Regions from separate parts of the Mus musculus genome. Here all the other regions are linked to region 2. Evidence: chromatin contacts called from public Hi-C and promoter capture Hi-C data. All regions are on one chromosome and are shown on one strand. Each heading gives the region's core, a stretch centred on a gene start, on an enhancer-like site or on the middle of the called end of the contact. The rest is flanking DNA. Distances are from core to core; before and after follow the strand shown. Region 1 holds the start of Piga (phosphatidylinositol glycan anchor biosynthesis, class A). Region 2 holds the start of Msl3 (MSL complex subunit 3). Region 3 holds the start of Mospd2 (motile sperm domain containing 2). Region 4 holds the start of Siah1b (siah E3 ubiquitin protein ligase 1B).

Evidence for each region. Promoter capture Hi-C pulls out the DNA fragments that hold promoters and counts their contacts. A called contact is a pair of places that touch in the nucleus more often than the background predicts.
Region 1: a promoter capture Hi-C map of pre-B cells shows a contact between it and region 2. The contact joins the promoter of Piga here to the promoter of Msl3 in region 2. A contact is called at or near these places in 1 of 39 promoter capture datasets (pre-B cells) and 1 of 484 Hi-C or Micro-C datasets (pre-B cells).
Region 3: a promoter capture Hi-C map of pre-B cells shows a contact between it and region 2. The contact joins the promoter of Mospd2 here to the promoter of Msl3 in region 2. A contact is called at or near these places in 2 of 39 promoter capture datasets (erythroid cells and pre-B cells).
Region 4: a Hi-C map of CD8 T cells shows a contact between it and region 2, with 8 times the contacts expected there. The contact joins the promoter of Siah1b here to the promoter of Msl3 in region 2. A contact is called at or near these places in 1 of 39 promoter capture datasets (erythroid cells) and 1 of 484 Hi-C or Micro-C datasets (CD8 T cells).

The regions. Positions count from the first base shown.
Region 1 is chrX:164,418,462-164,421,161 of GRCm38.p6, reverse strand. Piga (phosphatidylinositol glycan anchor biosynthesis, class A) reads right to left here and starts at 1,382. Exons shown (of 6, transcript NM_011081.3): 1 at 1,322-1,382.
Region 2 is chrX:168,672,536-168,675,235 of GRCm38.p6, reverse strand. It overlaps Msl3 (MSL complex subunit 3), which reads left to right and starts at 1,364. Exons shown (of 13, transcript NM_001370791.1): 1 at 1,364-1,508. The coding sequence starts at 1,407.
Region 3 is chrX:164,978,984-164,981,683 of GRCm38.p6, reverse strand. Mospd2 (motile sperm domain containing 2) reads left to right here and starts at 1,309. Exons shown (of 15, transcript NM_029730.4): 1 at 1,309-1,469; 2 at 1,621-1,690. The coding sequence starts at 1,461. Fancb (Fanconi anemia, complementation group B) reads right to left here and starts at 1,092. Exons shown (of 9, transcript NM_001146081.1): 1 at 874-1,092.
Region 4 is chrX:164,075,062-164,077,761 of GRCm38.p6, reverse strand. Siah1b (siah E3 ubiquitin protein ligase 1B) reads left to right here and starts at 1,269. Exons shown (of 4, transcript NM_001308385.1): 1 at 1,269-1,575; 2 at 2,093-2,184.

The DNA.
Region 1 (2,700 bases), core at 133-2,632, 4.3 Mb after region 2:
TTTTCAGAACCCTTCTTTTAATTATGGAAGCCTTTCCCCTGAGCACCCTTTCAGTGTAGACCCTGAAAGGAAATGGAACAGGACACAGGCTTTACATGTGGGCTCTTTCCTACATCTAAGGCTAAGAAAAGTTCCCTTTAGGAGTTCCCTAAAGTGATGCTCATATGAAGTGCTCATTCAATACTCTGTTCTATAGATGCTTAGACTTTTAATGCCACAGCTTTAGAGATCTGGCAAAAATCCGCCTTAGTTGAGATCTACAAGTCTACAAAGAACTCAATGGAGGATTACTATCCTAACTCTCTGAGTTTCAGCTCTCACCTGCAACTACATGTGTCCATTTTCTCCCACAAATTCACCTACATTTAAAATCGTCTCAGAAATTCAGAGGGAGGAGGCAGGAAAGAAAGGAGCACGTGCTTGGGAGACAGAGAATTGAGGGTTCTAGGGCAGGGTAAGACAGCTACATGGGGGCACCCGGACACATAAACTGGAAAAAAAGAGGAGGGAAGACCAAATTTACAACCAGTAAGTAAACAAATAATGGAAGCAAGAAAATATGAAGTTTGCAAAAGGGGAAAGCAAAGCCTCAAGTGGCTAATGCTGTGCTACTGTCATGTGTCATCTAAACCTGGTCCTTTAGTCCTATCCCGTTTTAAGAAGTGAATGATAAGAACAGAAATAATGAACCAAATGAAAGTATGTGAAAATACTCACTGAATCTTGGCTTCTATAAGTGAATAGAGGCTGTAAAATCTGGTCAATTCTCTCTCCAGCCCTACATGCTAAGCGATCTGTACAACTTCCCTACCCAAGCCATGTAAATGACAAAGTCAAGAAGTCCTCAAAATTCTCAATCGTGCCCAGGGAACTCCCTTATTAGTAGAAGCTTCTGAGGATCCTTAGAGGGGGCTCGGACAGGGCTGAGAAATCAAGAGAAGTATACTTTAATCCAGTCCCAAGGCAGTGCACACGCACTCCCTGAGAGGCAGCTCGGGTGTACTAGAGCCAAAGAGGATCAGCCCGGGTCCACCAGCCAGCACCCCAGGATGAGACAAGATCCGGCCAGACCCAAAGGGACTCGGAAAAACGTCCTAAGATTCCAGTCACTCGCTCTACTAAACTCAGTCTAAGAACCAGTTCCAACCCTCAAGGCACCCTCAATCCCCATTTGATTACGGAGACCCACGGACCCGACTTCCGGGCCTCAGATAGAGTAGGCTTCACCTCCTCCACAGCCTGCCACGGTCCTGTGAGAACGGCACAACCCCATCCAGAGAGACCGAGAACGTTAGAAAGGACAGCCAAGACGCGTACTTACCCTCCAGTCCCATGGCCGCCACTGTCCGGACCTCCCGCGGCAGTTAACAGAATCCCGCCCCGCTGCTCCAAAGCACCAATCAGAAGCGTCCGCGATCCGAGCGCCGCGCCCCCATGATAACCAATCACACAGAGGTTCTGAATTACGTAGAAGAGAGACGCCCAGTCGGGCCCAAGTCTCTAGCGCGGGATTGTAGCGTCAGCGAGCGCAGGAGCACGTCTCCTAAGAGCTGCGGAAGGTCCCGGGCGTAAGTGCCCTGGTTGCTTAGTTACTGCGTCTCTTTTCAGGAAGCCCGGTCTCTCCCCGCCTCCTTCCGGTTAGAGAGACCAGGCGGGGCCGGGCCGGGCCGGGGGCTGGGGGGAGGAGCGGGAATGCGGGGAGGGCGGGGATAAGAGGAAGGGCAGGGTAGGGGGCGGGGAAATCAAGGCCAGGGCGTTTCTAGTCAGTATGGTACCACAGCCAAACCAACCACATCCATTCTTGTTATTCTGGCAGGATTGCTAAATGTGATGCATAAAAGTACAAAAATAAAGAAAAATCACAGCAAGTCAAAACTAAACTCTGAACTTTGAATCTTAGATCTACATATCTGTGCGTGTCCTAAAGACTGAGGACTTTCCTTTTAAAAGTTCAGATTTTGTTTTTGTCTTACAACTCTATGGGGGGGGGGGGGTGTCAGGGAATCTTAGGTATAACCTGAAACGCTCCCGCTCAAGCTGCTGCAGTCCTCAGCCAAAACTGTCTTGCGGTCTGGAGCCAGATTGTGCTTGGCCAAGAAGACAGAATCTCTCGATTGTTGTAATAGTCACCTGCTCTTTATAGTTGGTACCTGCAGATTCCCCAGCATGGCCATTCCTGCATTTTCTAGAATAAATTGTTTTCTAAGCAACAACACCATCACCATGACTGGCATCCACTTGAAGCTTGTGGTAAAGTTAAGGGTATTTTCTAAAACAAAACAAAAAGTTGTGCCAGGTGTGGTGGCGCACGCCTTTAATCCCAGCACTTGGGAGGCAGAGGCAGGCAGATTTTTGAGTTCGAGGCCAGCCTGGTCTACAGAATGAGTTCCAGGGCAGCCAGGGCTACACAGAGAACCTGTCTGGAAAAACAAAACAAAACAAAAAAGTTGTAGCAGATTTGAACTGTAGTATTCTGCCTGAACGACCACAAAGCATGCCTTCAAAGACTCTCAACCAGTGTGTCAGGACCCCTTTGAGGTATCCTGTATAGGAGGTATTTACATGACGATTCATAATAGTAGCAAAATTACAGTTATGAAGTAGCAAAGAAAATAATTTTATGGTTGTGGGTCATCACACCACAGCATTAGGAAGGTTAAGAAACACTGCTTTAGAGAACGTTCTTGGAAGCCACTAGAA
Region 2 (2,700 bases), core at 115-2,614:
TTTGATTTCATAAATCTGTGATCATTCATCCATTAAATATTTATTGTGTGCTGTGAGTATACAATGACACACTGGATTAGACACCCCCAACCCCCAGGTTCAAGCAGTTTACCCTCTTAGTGGGGCCATCTTGCAAATGAACAACCCATTCTCCAGCAGAGCAAGAAAATGGTAATAAAAGGGTAAGTCGAGTTCTGGGAGGGAATACTGGACAGATACATGGTTGGTTCCTCTAGGCTCCTGCGGGACCTTTCTCTTGGAAGTGCCCAAGTGGAGGTGTGAGAGATTTGGACCTTGTACCAGGTGAAGGGAGGTGGGGGTGGGGAGACGCAAATTTCTGGAAGCAAGAACAGAGTGAGTGGCTGTGGGAAATCTGACAGTTCACTAAAAACCTCCCAGCCCATCTGCTCAACTTTCCAGCCAGGTCTTGATCTAGTAATCACACTGCCTAGTGGCTTTGCACTCAAGAAGAAACAGGCCAGCACTGCCCTCTCTGTCACTGAAGCTCTGCCCTTCAAGTCTCCTGTCTTCTGGTCGGTCATTCAGGGAGTATTTATGAACGCCCGATCTTTGCAGGCACTCTGTTAACAGCAGTCTCAATGGTGCTTCCACTCTTCAGGAGGTTTTGAGCCACTAAAGATAGACCATGGGGGAGCAATTCAGGAGTGCTGCAAGCTGACACGTAAGGTGTTAACGACCCTTTCAGGACCCATAAGCTTTGCTGTCCGCTGCTCACTGGGGCCTCCAGGCCCTACCTGCTGGTCCTCTCGGAAGGATGACCCAGTGTTCTATTAACTGCCCGGAATGTCTCCTCCCCTCGCTCAAGGCCACTGCCCTTCTCCGGCCAGCTCCAACACCGCGTCCTTCTCGCGTGGCCACACTCATCTGCGCGCAGCTCCGCCGAGGGGGCTGACGCGCGCGCGCGCGGCCAGGCAGCTCCTGGGGGCAGACGCCATCCAGCCTCCTCGGCGCCTGGTGACTACCCTAGAGCAATCCTCTCCCTAAGAGATCCCCACACTCCGGCCAGAGAGCGCACGCCCGGGGTGACAGCTCGGCACACACGTGGGCGCAGCCTGGAAACCGCGGGAATCCTAACCCATGGGGACCAGAGGGAACGGTCTGCTGGAAGACCTCGGTCGAGGGATCTTGCTCCCCGTCCGCACCCCTCTCTGAGCCCCAGAGGGGACGGGCGGGGACAAGCCCTGGCGGGGCCGCGCGCTTCCATCGCCACTGCCAAGGTCCTCGCAGTGGCGCGGGGTGGCCGGAGGAGGGGCCGAGGGCGGGGCGGTCGTAGCCTCCACCACTCCCGGGCCCCCCCGGTGGCGGAGCGCCGCCTCCCCGGCCGTCCTCCCCCACCGCGCGCACTCTGCCCGCCCCGGAGCCTCGCCCTCCGCCACGATGAGCAAATGAGCGCGAGCGAGGGCATGAAATTTCAATTCCACTCTGGGGAGAAAGTGCTGTGCTTCGAGCCTGACCCTACCAAGGCGCGAGTGCTGTACGATGCCAAGGTGCCGCCGCGGGGGGAACAGGGAGGAGATGCGGGACTGGGTTCGAGGGATGGGAGGCAAAGGGGCCAGCGGAGGACAAGTGGCCTGGAGTCCTGGACAGCCACCAGGGCGCGCCTTGGCCTGCGTGGAGCGGCCCGGGACTACAGGGGACGCTGGCGAGACGTGCTGGGCGCGCGACTTCCCTAACTAGAAAGGACCCGTGATGCTTCCGCTTCCGGCCGTGTCGCGTCGCTTACGCGCGGTTGCTAGGCCAGGGTGGCGGTTTGAGCGCTGGGCGCCAATCCCGGCGACCGGTGTAGGAGGACTGTCGCCTGAGGCCTCTGCTTTTGTAACGAATCTGTCCTTGTCCCACGCGGCTTCTCGCCACATGGGCTCAGTAGAGGACACCTTGACCAGTTTCCCCACCCACATCTTCAACCTGGTCCTCAATTATTCCCAGCTGTCAGTCCCGAACCCTGGTCAAATTTAGGATTGTAGTCCTGCTGGGGGGGAAGGGAGGGGCTCAAGGTTGCTCTGTTGCTTTCTAAAGGATTGGTGGGAGGCGAACAGAGCTAGGAAAGAATCGCATCTCGCCTGTATCCAGCTTGGTCAGCCCAGGCTGAGCTATATCTTGCGGTTGTCAGTTTTTAAGTGGAGGACTGGGCACCTAAGTGCTCCAGAGCCCAAAGAAGGTAAAAATTCAGCGCGCTGGGGGTCGGGGCGAGCATCGGTGTTTCCAGCCACCAAGGTGAAGTCCTTGGTGGCAGAGACAACTCGGAGCAGCACCAGGTGTGTTTTTAGCCATGTTTCAGCAGTGCTGTCCAGTGGAACACCCCAAGGTCTGTGCTGGATTATGTATCTTTGGTTCTTCCTGAAACCCTTAACTCTGTTTACCTCCTATTGCTATCCCTCCAGCTTGCTCTATCGCTAGGAGATGGAAGGATATACGTTTCATTTGTACCAGCTATCACCTTAGGGAATGCATGGCTATTAAGGGGAGGGGAAGGGTTGTGGAAGTCTCTGGCTAGCTAGGCAAGACACTGGACAAGGCAAGGCCCAGGTGACTACAACTCCCAGAGGTCTCAGGGCTGTTCTCTCTAGTCTGGGCCCTTCGCTAATGACAAATCTACCGACCAATGACTTCAGAAGTTTCACCCGGTCTCAAACTCAAGAGACCAATCCTGGGTTGGTTGGACGGATGTTTCCTATTTTG
Region 3 (2,700 bases), core at 60-2,559, 3.7 Mb after region 2:
AATATGGGTATCAAAGTAGGGAAGTGGGAGTCTAGGGGAGCTCGGAGTTACTCAAATATTTTTATGAAAGTTTTCAAACAAACTTTAAACAATGTGTTCAAATTTTCCCATAAAAACAAATATTGAAAACGCTTTGGGAAAAGATGTTAACTGCCTTTTTAAGGTCAACCAGCTACAGACTAGGTAAAACGTGGGTTGTCCTTTTTGGCAGAGGGGCAGGGCTGCTGAGGCTGGAACTTGAGGTCTCCAGCATGTGCTGGACCTGTGATCGACATCCCCAGTGCCTGGGAAAACGTTTTCTCTAATTGCCAGTACAAGTAGTCTTCAGTGTTGGTCAGTTTTTAAGAAAGGCAGCATTGTTATGTTCAACTAAGCCACCAAAGCTAATAGTTTGTTGTAGTACTTTATAAATCTAAGCTTTCACCAGTCTCGGCAATGTTTGCATTTCACCCTGGATAAGTATTGCGACCTGTCCTGCAAGCTTGGCAGCATCGTTGGCTTCTCCCCATTAGAAATCAGCTACACTCCCATTCTAGAGCGGTGACACCCACAAATGTCACTTACATGGCAGGAACAAGAGTCTACCCCCACCTCGTTAAGAACAAGTAACTCAAAATAACATCTTTCCTTTTAACTTTCTATAACCACTTAACTCAGAGTTCAAAGACGGTTGCCTTGTGAGCGTCTCCCAGTCCACAACTGTGGTGGTTATACCTGTAACCAGGATCAGAGAGACTGACACAGAAAACTCATGTCTGAGAAGGGAGGCCAACCTAGGCTACAGACCAAGTTGCCAGCACTATAAAGCCAGACACCACAGCCAAAAGAAAAGAACCTTAACAGAAATAATCGCCGAATATAGCGAATACTCACAATGCAAGTTATCTGCGAGCGGTCAGGAGAAAACCAAACCAAACCAAAACCAGTTCTCCAAGGCTGCCAAATTGCCACGTTCCAGTTGCACCAAAGGACTCCAAACCTCCCGCCCGCGCATTGCACGCTGGGACAACCGGCCCAATAGTTGCCTGAACAACTCAGGCGGCAAAGCCTGCAGGAGGTGGTAGCCAGAGGGGACCTGGGAGGGGCGGAGCCTCCGAGGGCTGGAAGCAAATGGCCAGCTGAGCTGTAGGGGCTGAGCTTCAGGGAAAAGCATCAGAGTGCTCCAGGCTACTTGGGGCGGGACACCGGTGCCAGGAGGTCGTCGGAAGGCGGGGTTTCTCCTTTAGAGAAGCAAGTGGGAGCCCAGCAGAGCACTTATTCCCGCCTCTACCCCGGACAACACTATGGGATTGGACAGTGTGGAGGCACTTCCTTCTACGTTCCGGTGTCACGCGACCCCCTCCCCCCCTCCCTCCCTTCTTGATCTACCTTTGGGCTGGGCTGGCTGGTGATGAGACACTTGGCTGCAGGCTGTGGAAGGAGCGACGGGTACAACCACAATAGGTTCCGCGACTGTGACCATGGCCGAGGTGAGCAGCACCTCATCGCTGCCTGGGCCGTGAGCCTGGAAGACAGCTTCCAGGCCCAGGGCCCGTGCGCTCCGGTGCAGGTGAGCTGTGTTGGGAGTGATCTGGGTAAGGACCGAGAGCATCTTAAGGTTTTGTTGTGTCTCCTATCCAGAATAACGCTCAGAATAAAGCCAAGCTAATCTCAGAGACCCGGCGGAGATTCGAAGCTGAGTATGTGACAGGTAAGCATGCTTTCTGTGACTTAAAGTGGGGTGTGCAGTGAGCATATCCAACTTTTACTGGTGTGTTTGTGGGTGTTTTGACGGGAGATGTTAAGAGACCTTTCCAACCTTCACTGGAAAGATGCTGTACATGTTTCAAAGGTTTTGCCATACTGTGTGCGCTGCTTTACTTGGGCAGATGGTGGGCTTCCTTTAAACGGTTAGTGAAAGTTAGAAATCAAAATGCCTAGCATCTCCTTATATCCATGGGCCTCACAGGCTATGAACATATTGGCCAATGACATAGGTGACACTGTTCAGTTCATGGCTCCTTCGCTGGCCTTTCACCAGAAAACGAACCTGGAAACTGCCATTGTACTGTTGCCATATAGTTTGTACATAATTTGGTAATCCAGTTCCTTTTATTTTGCTTAATTCCGCTTCTTAAAACCAAAAGTGCTACGCACAAGTTCTCGCTCCACACTGTACTTAAAAGTTTCTGTAAGTGCAGAACTGGTTTATTGGTTGAATAATCTGGTCACTGTCATAGAATCTTGTCAAGTACTTAATCTGCTGACTTAGTGCTTGTACATTGTTTTTAAACATTTGGAATAAGTTGCCTTGATTGATACTAATGTAGCCCCCTTCCACAAAATAGCTTACTTCCATGTTCCGAGTTCCTGTTTCCATATCTATGAAATGCAAGTAAGGTTAAGAATTAAGTGAAGAAACGTGTATCAGACCATCAAGTGTGGAACTAAATCCAGTAGGTGGTCAATTTAGATTTTGCCTCAGTCATTGGTTACCATGGAAAGAACTAAACTGTTGTATTTTGATTGTAGTGCTTGGCAGAAGAGTCATACACCTTTATACTGTTCTGTGCTATATATCAGTTCATGACCTAGAACAAATAACTAAGTCCATTCCAAGTAGCCTGGCCCGTAAATCTTTTCATGCCTCCTGGCCAATTTTCTTCATGTACCAAACTTTGTACCAGAGAGTTGCAAAAGCACTCTATTAACTTTTAGCAC
Region 4 (2,700 bases), core at 20-2,519, 4.6 Mb after region 2:
CGATATTGTCAGTGAATATTTGTTGAGAATTTGATTGTGTGAGGGCTGTAGTAACTACTATGGAAATGGCCAGTGGTTTCATGCTCCCAGCTACTCCTGCCGATTGGATCAACACACCAGCTCTTACCAAGCACTGGTTCCACCTATCCAGTCTCTTATCACATCTTTTTTTATTTATTTATCTTGTCCTTGAAGCAAAGAACTTCAAGATTCTTTCAGGCTTCTTGTACTTTCAGAATATAGTCACAGATTTTGAATGTAGGAACAAAGAGCGAATGGAACGGTTTTTTTCCTCCCTGTGTGCCCATTCAGAGTTTTTTGGGTTAGCATTGTCTCTGTGGGAGCCAAATTATAAGAGTAATGTCGGAGTATGGGGTAGGGGTGGAGGGCTTCAAAGCAGAGATGAAAGTGTGGTGCAGTCTAGAGAGCTTCATAGTATGAGGGAGAGCTGGTGCCTAGAAAAAGTCATAAGAACTAGAAGGGCAGTGTGCTTCCTCCACGTACCTGTCTAAAATTTAAAGCCTGCTGAGTGAGAGGCTGGAAGAAACACTGGGTTGGCTCCCCAGGTCTCATTAAAAGGGCACGAAAAAGCCGGGCATGGTGGCGCACACCTTTAATCCCAGCACTTGGGAGGCAGAGGCAGGCAGATTTCTGAGTTCGAGGCCCAGCCTGGTCTACAAAGTGAGTTCCAGGATAGCCAGGGCTACACAGAGAGACCCTGTCTCGAAAAACCAAAAAAAAAAAAAAAAAAAAAAAAAAGGCACGAAAAGGAATTGCGAGGTTTCAGTTCCACCACTGAACCCCACCACTGGGCAAGCAGTTTTGTTTCCCATCGGTTTCTGCTCATAAATTACCACTGGCAGAAACACGAAAAAATAAAAGTGTCATTACTTTACTTTTTATTTATTTATTTATTTAGCATCTAGAATTTGGACTGTTTTCAAGAGGGACTTTGGGGTATCCTTTTTCAAGAGAGACACTCGATCTGGCGAGAGAGGGGCGGCCAAGGTGAAGGCCACGGTAGGTGATTAGGGAACCTCTGAGGTGTCTTAGACTTAAAGCAGTAAAATATGCTTGCAGGGGAAAAGAGGTCTCTTTGAGAGGCGGGCTCATAGCTTGCTCTCAAGCCAAGCTCTGATAGGCCAATAAGAAAGTCTAACGAAAGAGGGGACGTGACGTGACGTGACCCAGCCAGGCTTCGGCACCATGGTAACGGCATCACCCATAAGAAGGAGCTAGTGGTACAGCCCGGAGGAAAAGGCGTGGTCTAAGCGACGGATGGAGGCGGGCTGGTGACATGGGCGGAGCGCGAAAATCGGCCTGTGGTCTTAGGCGCAAGGGTGATCGCATGCCGCTGTTCGAGATCAAAGGCCTGGGCAAGTCACTTGTGGCTGTTCTCAGGGTCTCCTCAGCGGTCTCCCTGTAGAGCTGCGGTCGAAAGCCGGAGCCGGAGCCGGAGCGAGCCAGAGCCGGATTGAGCCGGAACCGGAGCTACCGGAGGGCGGGACTTCCGGTTTCTGGGCCCAAGACAGAGGGCGGGTCAGGAGTCAAGGTCTCGCGAGGCTGCGGCGTGAGGTAAGGGGGCGTAAGCAAGCTCCTCATAGGCTGGCAGCCTCGTGCCGGGAGCCCGCGCGGAGGTTGAATTCGGTAAGGATGGGCGACTGTGTGTGACCGCGGCCGCGGGGTCGCAGGGCCTGTCTGTGGGGACAAGGACTACCCCTTTGGCCTTTACACGCACTGTCTTGAGGTACCTTGGTCCGGGGAGACCCGAAAGATGTAGGTCCGAGAGTATAACGGAGGGGCTACTCGAGCTTCCCCCAGGAACCGGCTTCCCAGGGCGCTCTCGTCAGTACAGGGTCACTAACTAACCCCTGGGGATTGGATCCGGTTTGGAGATGGGGCGACTGCATTTCTAGACACCGAGGCTGAAGACGCTGGAACTCATCCGGATTGGGGGGGGGGGGGACGGATAACGCCACCCTCCAGGGTGGGCATTGGTAGCACAGTAGTGTCGGGAACACAAGTCTGACCCGTCTCCACTTCTCAAGTTCTTAACATCTTTTTTTTTTTTTTCTTTTGTGCCCTACTCCAGATCGAGAGACCAGGAACTTCAAAATAGTGCCTGGGATCCGGATGACAGCAGGCATTAAGGGCTGGCTACTGGACTGAAGCTGCTGGAAACTTGTAAGTATAACTCCACCTCGTTTGTCTTTTCCTGAAAAAGCTTGAGAAATAATTTGAATGTGTACACCTTAGTTTGAATAATCTCTTCTGAAAACCACGGTTGCTTTTTCTCCTGCTTTCTGGACTGTAAGTCTGCCAATCTCCCCTTTGCTATCCAAAAGTTTGGTTGGCATGTGTGTGCCCGAAGAACTGTGAGCATGACTAGTATGCACAACAAAGCTTTTCTTTTTGAAACTTTAAGCATGCTGAAGTTATGCAGAAACGGAGAGAGAGTTGCAACCAGTGTCAACTATCTCAGAGTCTAGTGTGGCCTGTTTGAGGTCGTCTTTTTTTGATAAGGCAGGTCTCTATACTTCTGTTTATTTCTGTGGATCTCAACCTGTCCAGAGGTTAGATTTTTAACATTTTCAAGCAGTTCAGGGTTAATTCTAGCTGGATGGTGTGTAAGTGTGTGCCTTGCTGTGAACATGGAAAATGGAGTGAATTAGAAGATGGTTTTTCTCACATCCCTCTCTA